Linked DNA regions of Sus scrofa: region 1 is linked to region 2. Evidence: chromatin contacts called from public Hi-C data. All regions are on one chromosome and are shown on one strand. The core of a region is the stretch at or near the end of the contact, and the rest is flanking DNA. Distances in the headings are between cores, read along the strand shown.

Region 1 (6,838 bases), core at 461-2,960, 1.5 Mb before region 2:
GCTAATTGAATCCAGATCTCTGGTGGGCGAGGATGATGGGTTTTGTAGGGGAAGTGGGCGGTGTGGGCCGAAAACCCCGAAGTGCCCCCATCTTTAGATTTCGTGATCTGGATGGAGAGAGACTTCTTCCTCGAGTTTTGGGTAGAAGGTTTCTGGGGGTGTTGGAGCTGGGCCGCATCCCCTTGGACAAAAGGGAGAGTGGACTTCCAGCCTGAGCCAGGCTTGGCGGGCATCGCTTCTCTGGGGGCGTTTACTGTTTCCTTGTCTTCCTTCTCCTGGTCACTTCTCAGGTCTCTGGACCTTTACAGGGTGTGCCTGCCCTCAGCAGCCTTTTTTTTTTTTTTTAAAAAAAAACAAAACAGACAGAAGCAGCTTCATCCACACATAATGCACTCACCATATAATTCATTCATTTAAAATGTACAATTCAGTGTTTTTTGGTGTATTTACAGAGTTGTGCGTGTATCACTGCCATCAGTTTTAGAATATGTTTATTAGCCCCAGCAGGTCCACACTCCTTGGCCCTCACCTCAGTTACCCCTTCTCCCAGCCCTGGGCAACCACTGGCCTGCTTTCTCTATTAGTGGATTTGCTGGTTCTGGACATTCCCTATAAACCGATGGTGCAACATGTGGTCTTTTGTATCCGGCTTCTTTCACTTAGCAGAATGTTATCAAGGCTCATCCCGGTTGTAACATATATCAGTGCTTTGCGGTTTTCTCTTTTTCTCTTTTCTTTTCTTTTTTGGCTCTGCCCGTGGAAGAGCCCAGGCCAGGGATTGAACTTGTGCTGTAGCATCGACCCAAGCCTCTGCCGTGACAACACCAGATCCTCAACCCGCTGTACCATAGAAGAATTCCCGTACTTTGTTTCTTTTTATGACTTCATAATATTCCTTCGTGTGGGTGTACCACATTCAGTGCATCCATTCATCACCTGACGAGCATCTGAACTGTTTGCAGTTTCTGGCTGTTAGGAATCATGCTGCTCTGAGAATCTGTGTACATGTCTTAGAGTGGATTATCTTTCCATTGCACTGTTTTTTTACAGCATGTCCTAAGCAGTATCGCCTCAGCCATTAGGGAAGTGTCTTAAAATGTTTGGCATCAGAGATAAGTCATTATTCCAAAGTGGACAGCTCTGGGTCAGGGGCCAGGAGACCTGGGGGACCCTGTGCGCCTGCTGGTTGTCCTCGGACTGTGAGTGGCTCAGCTCTTGAGAAGAAGGAAAGCACTCACAGCTCCTCTCCTAGGCCTCCTGCTTCTAGAGATCACGCACTTTGCGAGAGAGGTGGTGCCATGTCCCTGGATCCCTACAAGACATCAGTATTGTTTGTGTGATGAATGAGTCCACGCCGTGGCTATTGAATGTATTTGCACCTTCTAACAGTGTCGTCTTGCCTGTGTCGCTGACTGGTTTTGAGATTTATGAGGCCTCACTCAGAAGCAATGTGTGTCTGGATTAAGGGAACCTGAGAATCACTATTTATGTCTGACCCGAGGAAGTTCCCTTTAAGCTGCTTATCAGAGGTGCATGCTGAGAGCATGATGGGAAGATGGAGTCTTCCATCCGCTGGCAAAATCTGGAATCTGCTCTCACTCCATTTTAACTGGAGTGACAATAAGCTAACAGACCCATAGGTCTACCCGGAAGTATCTGCTGACAGCTTCACTTTTGTAAATTGAGTTGAAAAACTACCTGTGCTCTAATTCTGATTTTTCCCGATACTCCAAGTCTTCAGTGTGGATTAAAACATCATCCCTTTTTGTAAAAATCGAAACAAAGCAACTTTGATCTAGGTGATTTAGGAGAAACTAAATATGCCTCTAATTTCACTACCAGTATAGTGAATATTTATTTTCCACTTAAAGGGCTATCAGTGCTCCACGATTTTTGCATTTGCAATTTGAAAGCTACCAGAAAATTTCCACATTATTAAAAAATTAAGTTTCTCTCGAAAATATTCCCTGTGCAGACGCTAACACATGTGTATGCACTATTTCACCACCAGGGGGCATTGTGGTTTGACTGTCCATTTAAACAGCCCACATTCTATCAGTTTACCCAGGAAATAGAAGGCCTGGGCATATTTCTGATTCCTTCCAAGAAGGAGCCATATCTGGGAGAGAACAGATGTCGATTCTTTTTCCTTACTAGCAAACGGTAGTGTTGTCAAATTTGCTAAACTTAGCCAGTCGAAGATTAACATGCAGTATATAATATGCATGTGCCTAACTGTACAATAAGTAGTAAATCACATTTTTATGCTTTCTCTGAACTTGGAAGCTGCAAGTTATTTTTTTTTTATTCCCTGGGTGTGATGAAATAAATAACATTCAAATACATTTTAAAGATGTCAGTCAGCGGGGGGAAAAAAAGTGCTTGGCAACTGTGTTTGATAGATTTCTTTTATGATTAATTCTCCTATTAAGTTTTAATGACTTTAAAGATATAAAGCTAGAAACCACAAAACTAGGCATGGTTAATAAATAACTGAAATTCCAGGTGTATAGAAATGCATGTGTGGAAAAATGAAATCGTATATTCTCTAGGATGTATGAGGAAACGGCTCTCTGGAGAGTCTAGAGAGTCAAATATCCCCAAAAGGGAGGGGACAAGTTTAAAAACAGGGAACTCAAGGAGATTGTCTTCCTTTAGGAAAATCCTAGGAAAAACGTACTCTCTAAGATTAACCAATGTAAAGTAAATTATCTTACGAGCCAGTAATTTTCAGCAAGATGGTGGTTCTCTTGGATGGAATGCATTTCTCCATTTTGGCTTTTTAAAGTGTCTCTGTCCACAATTTCAAGTATTTCTCCCAGTTCCTCTTCACACTTTTCTCCCCAGGCTCATCTGGCCTGGAAGATGTGTGCTGATTCATTGTTTTGTAAATGTTCAAAAGCCTGCCTGGTCCCAGGAGTGGGGATCGGAGTGGCAGTATTTCAGCAATGCTCTCTCTCTCTCTCTTCTTCCTCCTGCACCCAGAATGTATGAACCAGGACTCAGCTCCTGCACAGAACATCTCTGGGAGTCGGGGAGAATTGAAGAATCAATTCTAGTTTCCACGTGGCAGGAGTGAGGCTTGCCTGGGGCTGGCGGGGTCCCCCACTCCCTGAAACACCCCCTCCACGTCCGAGCCTGTGTGTTCACGCTGGGGGCCTCTGCAGCAAGCACAGCTGGATTTTTTACTTTCTAGACCATCTCAATTCGAGGTCTTAAACTGAACAGTTTAGAAACCAAACAGACATGAATCAACATGAAGAATAACTGGGAAGAGTTACGGGGCCCCCAGAAGAATGTATAAATGTGTGTGTTTTTGTATCTGGTTATGTGTATGTTTTCATGCCTCAAAAGAGACACATGGTATATTTCAATCCATTCCCGCCACGAAGGACTTTTATTCTTGAGTGTTTCCGAGTCCCCAAAGCACAATAGATGCCATTTGGAACCTTCACACGAGGCAGCCCCCACACTTCAGAACTTCAAGTCGAAAGATCTTTTAAGTCCACAAAACTTATTTTTCAAAGATCTTGGCCCATTCCAAATGAATACTGATTCCCAGCCTCTCAAATGCCTGGAGTGAGAAAACAGGGAATATTGTTCTTTTCTGTTTATATTATTTCATACTGAGTTAATACACTTGCCAAGAGTCCAGGCAGCTTCTGGCCTGACAATGCCTTATTTAACCAGCCTAGTTTTGAGAATAAAGTCAGGGTCCTCCCCCCCCCCCCCCCAGGGCCCTCCCAGCAGTACTCAGGTCACTTCTGAGTTGGAAGAAACCAAAGCAAATAAAGCGAATCTGTTTCTCTATGAAAATCATCTTTTTTTTTTTTTTTTTTTTTTTCCTGGGCTAGGACCCAGATTTGGCCCTGGCAAGCAGGACAGCCTGGCCCCACACCGGAACCTCAGTTCCTCCTGGGTTTCAGAGAACTGGAATCCCCAGGCCCAGCCTCTCCCGGCCAAGGAGCCTCACCAGAAACTGAGGCTTCCGGCTCGCTCCCAGCCTGGAGACTGCAGGCCAGTCTGGCTGGCAGATGCTCCTCCAGCCCTGGCCGCATCTCGGTGCTGTCCTGGTACACGGAACGCCTTAGCTTGAGGCTGGAAGAAACTCCACGCGTTTGGCCCAAAAGAGGCAACTCCTTCCAGCTGGCCCGGGCGCTGGGCCTTAACAGTGACCCAGATGAACTGATTTTGTACAGAGTGGGTGGAGAGGACCCTGGGGACCGGGGGTTGGGGGGGAGGAGGGAAAAGCCGGCGCTTGGCTCCGTGCACAGCGTTTCCTTGGCCGAGCTCCAGGGGAGAGACGGGATCCAGGGCGAAGGGCCCTTGCAGACCCCCTACCCCCACCCCGCATGCCCGGGCCTTCCTGCTGGACATCGGATCGGCCCTGTGCCCCGAAGACAGTCCCCTCGCCAAGCAGGGGCTGCCCAGGAAGGGAGGCCATGGGCTTCACGTGTGGAGGGAGTGGCTCCTGTGGACATGAGAAGACGACACCAAAGGCTGGGACATTCCTCCAAATAGAACTCGGGGCCCCCGCCCGCCCCGGAGACGTAAAGGCCGCGCTGCCTGCGCCCCCACATGCGCACTCTCTACGGCGCGCCCGCCTCCGAAGCCAGGGCGCCCAGGGCCTTGGCCCCGCTCTCAGATGAGGAGTGGCGCTCGTGTGAGCCTGGCACTGTCTTCTCACCCAAGAGAAGGAGAAAGGCAAAAGGAAAGAGCCTGAGCCGCCTCCTTTTAGATGCCCGCCACCCCCAGATGGCAGAGCCGGAATGCTCCAGGTACACCGCCTGCCCAGTGGTGATGCACAGGCTGGAGGCCGCCTTCCCCTCTCCCGCACCTGCCTGATGCCTGGCTGCCGGGCTGCTGCGCTGCCGGGCGGGGGCGGCGTCGATGTTCTGCGAGGAACGTGTCTTACCCAGGCCTGCCTCATGCCAAGCCCCACTTGCTTCAGGCCAGTCCCTTCTAATCTGCGCTGTTGTTGTAAACACTGGAGAAGCGGGATCTTTCTAGCAAGGGCAGTGTTATCTGGAATAAAATGTTAGCCCTGAGAGTGCTCTCGTGTTCCGCCAACAGCGAGCCGGAGAGCAGAGGAGGGAGAGTCAGAACGTGGGGTATGTGGCAGAGACGGTGCAAGCCATCTCTGTGTGTCGACCCCGTCTTTAAAGGCAAGATTAACAGCGATACATAAATATAAATGTTTCTTTCTGGCCAAGCACCGCAGATTAGATTTCACATTCGAAATGTAAATCGTGCCTAGGAAACATCGATGTTTATTTTCAGCAACTGACCCTCGGGGATAAAAATAAAAAGGAAAAGGGAAACAAACAAAACCGGGTTACTGACAAGCTGTAGGATGCTCTATTTTATATCTCACAGATATTTTACAGCTCTGGCATTTCTAGGGAACACTTTGGAGTACTTGTAGTCCGGTTTGTCCATAAAAAAGCCGTCTGTGTTTTTATGTTTTGAAAAGACATGTGGAGAAGCCCACAGCATGTCCTGTCAGGCATCTTATCCTTGAAGAAACAGCAGGCAGCATCAATGTCACCCACGTACTGTCCCCACCCCCGCCACCCTTTGAGAAGTGTCTTGGGGCTGTCTCCAGCCAAATCAGCACTGTGCTTCTTGATTCATGCCCTGGACTGTTTGCGAAGACATCTGAATTATAATATGTAGCGGGGGAAGCACCGTCTGGCTGTCCCATCTTGACTGATGTTTCTGCATCCCACCTTGCTTAATCAGGAGCAGGAGCCAGGGATGCTGGGCAGGGGCAGGGGTGCTGGATGGGCGTGGGCATGCTGGGTGGGAGTCGAGTTGGTGGACTGAGGCGGGGATGCTGGGTGGGTGCTGGTTCATGCCTTCCCTGTGTCAGGTCTCCCTCCATGGAGCCATCCCCTTGCTTTGGTTCCCAGGCAGCAGGGGCGAATGGTATTCCTTCCACCTCCTTTGTCTTTGTCAAACCCACCACCCTTTCCAGGAGCACGGATATTTCATTATCTGCTGCTGTTATGTTGTGATCGTGGATCCCCCAGCTGTGCTCAAAACCACCTCCCTCTTGAGCAACACAAGGAGGTGGTTTTACCAGCAGAATCTGGTGTGTGTGTGTACACATGTGTGCTTTCCCCATGCACACATGCGCCCATGCTCATACACTCGTGCACAGTTGGCGCCGTTGGCAGCTCAAGGTGAAGCCCTCCCGCTCCGGATGACCTGGGACTCAGCTGTGAGGTGGAGCTGGCAAGAATTTTGCCACCCAGTTGTTAAACACACACTGTTAAAACTTGAGTTACACAAACTTACCATTAAATAAATTATATTCGAAACAACGTTGTGAAATAATCCAAGCGCAGTTCTTCCCAGTGATTTTACGACCCCTGACGGTCTTCATCTGCGCTCCTGAGCTTGTCTGCCCTGGATGGCAGAAGTGCCTAGGGCTCTGCCCAGCCCTGCGTCCAGTGACATCGTCTTGCCAGCTTGAAGAAGCCGTGGCAGGAGTATTGACACCGCAGAAACAGGCAAAAAAACCACAAACCAAGCCTTGGTTGATTGTTTCTTTTATATTGTCGTGGCTTCAGAAAATAATTATAACATTAATAATGAAGATTAACTACAAGGGTGTCCTGACCAGAATGATGCATAGTGAATATTATTAAAAAAGAGGAAATACCCCCTCAGCATATTAAAAACATATTATTACTAAACTCAGTAAAGAAGCTGCTCAGGCCATTGAAGAATGAGCACCGATCCCAAATAGGTCCATCTGGGTGGTTTCACTTTCATCTTACCGTTAACTTGAAAGTGTGAACCAAGCTTCTGGGTTATGGATGCGAGAGACTAA
Region 2 (6,486 bases), core at 555-3,054:
TAGGGACGAGACCAAGGCAGAGGAGGAAGTGGGCCTGAAAAGGGGGGTGTCGATGGCGTCCCAGGACGGGCGCCCGCAGAAGGGGCCGCATGATGCTCTGAGGACCTGAGAGGGATGGGGGGGCAGGAGAGGTTGGAGGATCAAGGGTCTGAGAAGTGGCCCCACAGACCACTCTAAGGAACTGGGTTTTATTCCCATCGAAGGGGACAATCCAAAGGCCCCCCACGGGCGAGACCCTTGCTCAGAGCCACCGTTACGAGCACTGGGTGAAAGAAGGCTCCGGGAAAGCCTGGGTGTACCATCTTCATTTGCTTTAAAAAATGAGAAGACTGTCAGCAGGAAGTTTAGTCAAAGCGTGAGCACCAACCAGTCAAGCCTCCTGACTCCAGGTGTCTTTCTCCCTACACCTTATCAGCCTTCTTTTCCTGGAATCCCTATCAGCCCCTAGGACCAACCTCAATCTATGGAGGTCAAAGTAACATGCCCATGAACTTCCCTCTGAAGCCGAAGGTCACTGCATACAGCTGATAGCTTCAGAATGCTTTCTAGTAATGTCTGCAAAATAGTCTAATAGACCGAAAGGATGAGGTGACGTTCTGGACCACGCAGCGGTATCTGAAAGGAATACCACAGCGATCCCCCATCACAGAGAAGCTATGTGAAGGTGGCTGCCTGGAAGTCATCACCTCACACCCTCCATCTCGTTCTCCTGGGTTACTTCCACACAAGAACGGAGTTGGAGCCTCCAATCAGGCCCCGCACAGCCATGCTGGGCTTCCAGAGGCTACAGACCAGGGCCCAGCTCTTGCCTCACACAACTGCAGGTCCCTGGACGAGAGCTTTCCTCTCACTGGGCCGCCGTCTCCAGGTGGTGGGTTCTAAGGCCTGACAATTTCAGCATCTGAGTTTCAGAAGGAGGAGTCACCTCAAAAAAGAGGCCCTGGTCACCGCCTAACAGTGACATGCTGTCCCACTGACCCCTCAGCAGGCCATGCTTGGCCACCTCATCACAGCAAAAGGGAGAGACAAGAGGGAGAGACAGGAGGCAGCCAATTCCAGCTGCTGTGTGACCTCAGGCTGGGCTTGACTTGAGCTGACTTTGCTGGGCCTCGTTTCCCTCATCTAGCAAACGTGCGTCAACCAATGTGCCTGGCCGGACTGCTGTGGACATCAGAGAAGACGTCTGAACATGTGCTCAGACCCTGACTGACACAGATGCTCCCTAAACATCACACGCCATGCCCGCTCTTCTTTCCGCCCGTCCTTTCAAATATCCCTTCTTCCCTTCCTCCTTGGCTCCCCTCTCTTCCTTCCACCCTTCATTTTATCCTGTTTCTCTTTCCCACAGGGAGTAAACGCAATAGTTCTGGACAGGCCACCTCCACCCCCTCCTTTCTTGGGGAATCTAAGATATGAATTTCTTTGGCCAAATGCAAATGGGAATTTCAGACCCCAGGAATGATTCCAATCACTGGTGTGGCCGAGAGCTTTTTCGGGCCTTCATACCTCTGTGGATCTGCACTGATCTGATTCCACTTTGAGAGCTTTCTGGGGGTGTGGGGGTGGGGGGAGAGAGACCCCTGAGTGAGAGGTTCAGGAGTGAGGACGAGTGCCATGGAGGAGAAAAGGAGGTGAGAAGGACACAGCTTGGTCTCTGAGATCCAGCCCAGGATGGGTCGCCCGCCAAGCCTTCTCCAAACCAAAATCTGCCTCCCGTGGGGCCCAAAAGATTAAAGCTGTTATTTTGCTGCCAAGGTTGCAAGTTCAAGTACATTGAGTATGCATGTTGGGGAAACGTACTGTCGAGATAAGAGCAGCAGATTATCTTGAGAGTGTTCCACTGGCCCTGCCCTCCCTCACTTCTCCCTGAGCCCCGATCTCTCCCCGCTGGGACCCCGGCACTGCCGAGACCCAGACTCCAGCACCGCAGCCCCCACGTACCCAGCATGCAGTGCAGGGCCGTGGGGATGTCTCCTGGTCAGTGGAGCAATCAGCAACCTGATCGTCAGCTGCTCTCAGTCTCCCGCCTTCCCATAGACACCAAAAAAGGCGGAATTTAAGATTCCAGAAATCCTAAGCAGCCCCTTTTCCAGACTGGAGGAAAGCTTGCGGCAATGTGTGACAGAGTTTGGCATCGATTCTTACCAAAAAGAAATATTCAAAACTTTCTTTCTGTAAGTTTGTGAAGGAACAGAAGGTTTAGGAAATACCCAAGGTTGGCCCTGCCCAGGGAGGTAAGGGCTGGACAGTAGCCCTTTTCTACTGGGGCAGGGCCATCCTTGGGAAATGCTCCTACCTGTCTCAGGAAGGTAAAAGCCGAAAAGTCAAGAGTCAACAGGACAGTGTTCCTGAAAACACCAGTGCGTGTGCACGTGATGGAATGTTATAATCCAAGGTACTTCAGCTATCTGTACATCAAATGATTCATCCAGCTCACCCAGCAGTCCATCCACCCTCACACTGAACCTCCCATCCATTCACCCGTCCACCCATCCATTAGTCCTTCTATCCACTCATCCATCCATCCAACCACCCATCCACCCCTCTACACCTTGGTCCATTCTTCCATCTATCCACTCACCCAGCCTTCCACTGAACCCTTAGTCCTCCCACCCACTCACCCATCCTTCCATCCATCCATCCCTCTCCCCATGAGTCCTCCTTTCATCTACCTATCCATCCGTCCTTCTATCCATCCCTCACTCCCTCCATCCCACTCATCCATCCATCCACCTTCCCATCCATCCATCAATACGTCTACACAGCAACAGATACCCATCAATCACTTTAGCATTTTAGGCTCTTAGATGATACCTTGATTTTCCACAGTGAACCAGCTGGACACACTTCCTGCCACATCAAGTCCTCAGCTGAGGAGAGATATGTGGGTAAGTAAACAATCTACAGAGCAATGTGGAAAGTGCTGAGACAGGAGGAGTTCGAGGTGCAGGCAAAGAACATCCGAGTGACACAGAACTTGGGTTTGGAGTCACCAGTCACAGCCTCTCTGAAGAAACTCTTCCTGGGCATAAGAAATAACCCTGTCGAGAACCGTGGGGAGCTGGGCCGAGGAAGCAACATGCGGCTCTACCGTGTACTGAGCACCAGTTGTGAGCCAGACACCAGGCCTGGCACAACACTGATTCTTCTTTAGTCGGTTTTCACAGCAACTAGAGAAACCTGAGGCTCTAGGCAGATGAGCGGTCTGCCGAGTGCCTCACACGAATAGCCAACTTCAGAAACCACCTGGTTTTCTCCTGCTCCCATGGCCTCACTTTGTGGCTTCTTCAGGAGGTCCCCTGCCCCATGCTTCTCTCTAGGACGGTCAGGGAATTGGGAACCACAGGGTTTTGACACATTCTCCAGCCAAGGCGGCTTGAGGAGGACTCTGGAGTCAAAGGAACGTACACCCCAATTCCTCTCTGACATCTACAAGCAGCGTGCCTTTGGAGAGGAACCGCTCTAAGCCTCAATGTCCTAGTCTGTCAATGGGGATAATAATATTATCTACATCAGAGCTTTATGAGAAATTAAATATGCAGAGTGCTAAGTTCAATGCATGTGGCTATGTTACTATTTCATACAGAAATTACACACAAGTAGTCTCTACACAAGTGGCCTTGAGTTGTATGAAGGGAGACACACAAGATACAGAGGCAAGATGTCTTAAGAGCTTTCGGTGGAAGCTGAACAAAGGGGCCTTTGTGTGCTCCTGTCCTTCAGCCAGAGGGGACACGTCAGGGAAAGGCCTGGGAAACAGCTGGCCTGGTGGTGGTCCAGAGGTGGCAGGGGACCCCACGTGGAGCCCATCCTCACGGTGACAAACAGGTCTCAGTACGTCTGACCTTGATCCCCTGCTCGGACTTGGGAGACTCAAGGGCCGCCTCCTGGGGTAGCTCTGGGTGCAAAGCCTCTTTCAGCCTCTTGTGCCCCTCAGACCAGGGGAGCAGTGCCTAAGAGCCCCTCAGCTTCTGGAACCCCCAGACTCAAAAGCCAGAGTCCCTGAGGTGGGGAAAGACCCCCCTCCCCAGGTCCTGCCATTTCTGAGCCCCGCTCTGGAATGTGTTTGGAGTGGGGGGAGTGGGGGGAGCACTTCAGGCCACCCTGGAGGGGCTGGCAGAACTGGGCCCTCTGCTCAGCACCCCTCGGGGGCTCGCCCTGAGGCTGTCCCCACTCTGGGCCTCTTTTTCCACTATTTTTACCCATGTTAATGTGCTTCTCAGATTCCTGCCAACACATTTGGTTTTGTCATGTTGTTTGATAACTTGAACCACCTTAATGAAATATTCATACTCCTTTCTCTGTTGGAGCCGTCACCCCAGTTCCCAGAAATTTCTGCCTCTTGTTTTCGGAGCCCGCCCTGCAGAAGGAGGAGCCTCCCTGAGCGAGGTCTGGGACCCCCCACCAGCTGAGGCCGGCAGAGGGGCCCCTGGAGAGTTTCTCCATAAAGGAGGGGACCAAGGGGCAGAGTCCCCGGCTCCTCCTGGGGATCCTGGGAGCCCTGGTAGGGTGGCCAGGCGCAGGATATTAGAGTTGGGAGCCCTGGCAGAAGACCCTCCTCCGGGGAAGGGAAAGACCTTCTCTGGAGAGGAGCATCCCGGCTAAGGCTGCCGGGAAAAGGCAGCCCCGCTGGCACCCGCAGCTTGCCGAGGCTGGGGGAAGACTGCCACCTGTTGAGTGCTTGCGAGAGCAGAGCGTGCTCCCTCACAGGGCTCCGGGCTCCGGGCTCGGGGGAAATGGAGGCAGGGCCTGCACTGCCCCTTCCGCGTTCACTACCCTTTTGTCAAATGCTGCGGTGGTCCCTGGCGACCCCCTACTGCTCAGAGAGGGGAGTCGCCCTAGTCACAAAGTCAGTCTGGAGCCCCTGCCCTCTCCCCGACACCCATCAGGAACATGTCCCACCATGTCACTCTCTTTTGATGCTGCCTGAATTTTTTTTTCATAATATTTAAAGAAAAGTGCCCCAATTCCTAAGCATACAGGTAGACAGAACATCACACAGCCAACAACCTGTGGAATCGGCATTCGGGTCCACGCACGGAGCACAACCACCCTCCTGGAAGCACCCTCTTATCTCCCAGGCCCCATCCCCTCCCAGAGTGACCAGGATCCTGACTTTTGTCTCCACAGGTGAGTTTCACCTGTTTTGACCTGCATACGAAGTAAGCCGGACGGGTGGCAAGGCTTCTCTCACCTCATCTTTCATTGTGTGATGCATCCTGCCGCCCTGTTACAAGGAACTGTATCTTTTGATGGGGTGACACAGAGTCACCTTAGAGCATTGGAGACTTTGGAAATAGCTGAATTCAGCATTGTCATTTTTTAGAGAGAGAGGGAGGCCCAGAGACACAGGGGTTTGCTCCGAGGTCTCTCCTCTTGAAGATAAGGTTTCCACACTGACAGTGGGAGTGAATGGAAGGCTGCAGGACTAAGGCACTAGTCTCCCCCCAAAGACCCCAGAGCCTCCCGGCTCTGCAATCAAGTCCATTTTGAGAGCTCCATGAGTATGGACAACGCCTCCGCGAGGGGCCATGTGGCATTGTATTTATTCATCCAACACTCAGATACTTGCTGAGTCAATGAATCCATCTCAGGACCTCACTGTTGTCATCCAGAAAATGGATCCAGGATAAGGAGGGTCCTGATTCTCTCACCAGGTGTGAGGAGAACAGATGAGTAATAGGTGGGAAGGGGCACTGACAATAATCCCACAAGGCAGCATCCAAGGCTTCCTGTCACAGACGTCGGAGCTGACTGGCCTGGGTTCCACTTATAGCTCTAACACATACGCATTGTCTTAGGGGGTCTTTCAGAGCCTCAGTTTTCCCACCTGCAATTTATAGCAGGGCTCCCGTGAGCATTAATGAGGCCAGGCGGGGAAAGTGCGGAGTGAGCGCTCAGCAACCCGTAGCTACTGGAGTCACGTCTATGCTTATACACAGGGATCCTACCAGGAACCGGCTCAGTGTAGCACGCTTCCCACCAAGAACCACCGACAGCTAGATACGGCACCAGTGGGCGACAGACCTTCAAGAATGGGGGTTAAAGCTCCTCATTAAAGAGCTAGAAATGACTAGAGGCTTCAGGTTAAGTTTCCTTCTTTCTATCCATCGAAACCTTCATACCCTTCAAGACCAAGTTCAAATCCCATAGCCTGCAAGAAGCCTTCCTTCCTGGGGTCACCTTGACCTCTCCTGCTGAGAAGGCCCATGGCCCTCGGTGGAGATGGTTCTGGGTTGGGGGCATTGTTACCACCTGTGGCTGTGGGGTACAGCTTCAGCTCCATCACGAGCTGGAAGGAATGGCTCCGTGCCCTGGGGCTCAGGGAGGCACGTCACAAACCGGGTAGCTTTAGAGAGGCTGTCATCTGTGAGGGGATTACCTAGGCTCTCTACTTCGGTACCAACTCCCCGCCCCCAACCCTGCCCCATTCTGATTGGAATAAATATACAAAGGAAGGAAAGAAGAAAGGAGATTTCCTACGAT

The links. Hi-C and Micro-C count contacts between places; a contact is called where the count stands out from the background.
Region 1: a Hi-C map of omental adipose tissue shows a contact between it and region 2, with 2.1 times the contacts expected there. The contact joins two enhancer-like sites. A contact is called at or near these places in 3 of 47 Hi-C or Micro-C datasets (embryonic fibroblasts, omental adipose tissue and subcutaneous adipose tissue).

The regions. Positions count from the first base shown.
Region 1 is chr6:9,520,098-9,526,935 of Sscrofa11.1, reverse strand. All of the region lies in intron 8 of WWOX (WW domain-containing oxidoreductase), which reads left to right. Among named protein-coding and RNA genes, the nearest start is that of WWOX, 350 kb to the left of the region's middle. Within about 2 kb of position 1,710, at least 4 of the 83 cell types and tissues checked have an H3K27ac peak or open chromatin away from gene starts, as enhancers often do. A contact at or near this core is called in omental adipose tissue, where this site is marked.
Region 2 is chr6:8,016,174-8,022,659 of Sscrofa11.1, reverse strand. The region is part of intron 3 of LOC106510465; the gene reads right to left. Among named protein-coding and RNA genes, the nearest start is that of DYNLRB2, 360 kb to the right of the region's middle. Within about 2 kb of position 1,804, at least 3 of the 83 cell types and tissues checked have an H3K27ac peak or open chromatin away from gene starts, as enhancers often do. A contact at or near this core is called in omental adipose tissue, where this site is marked.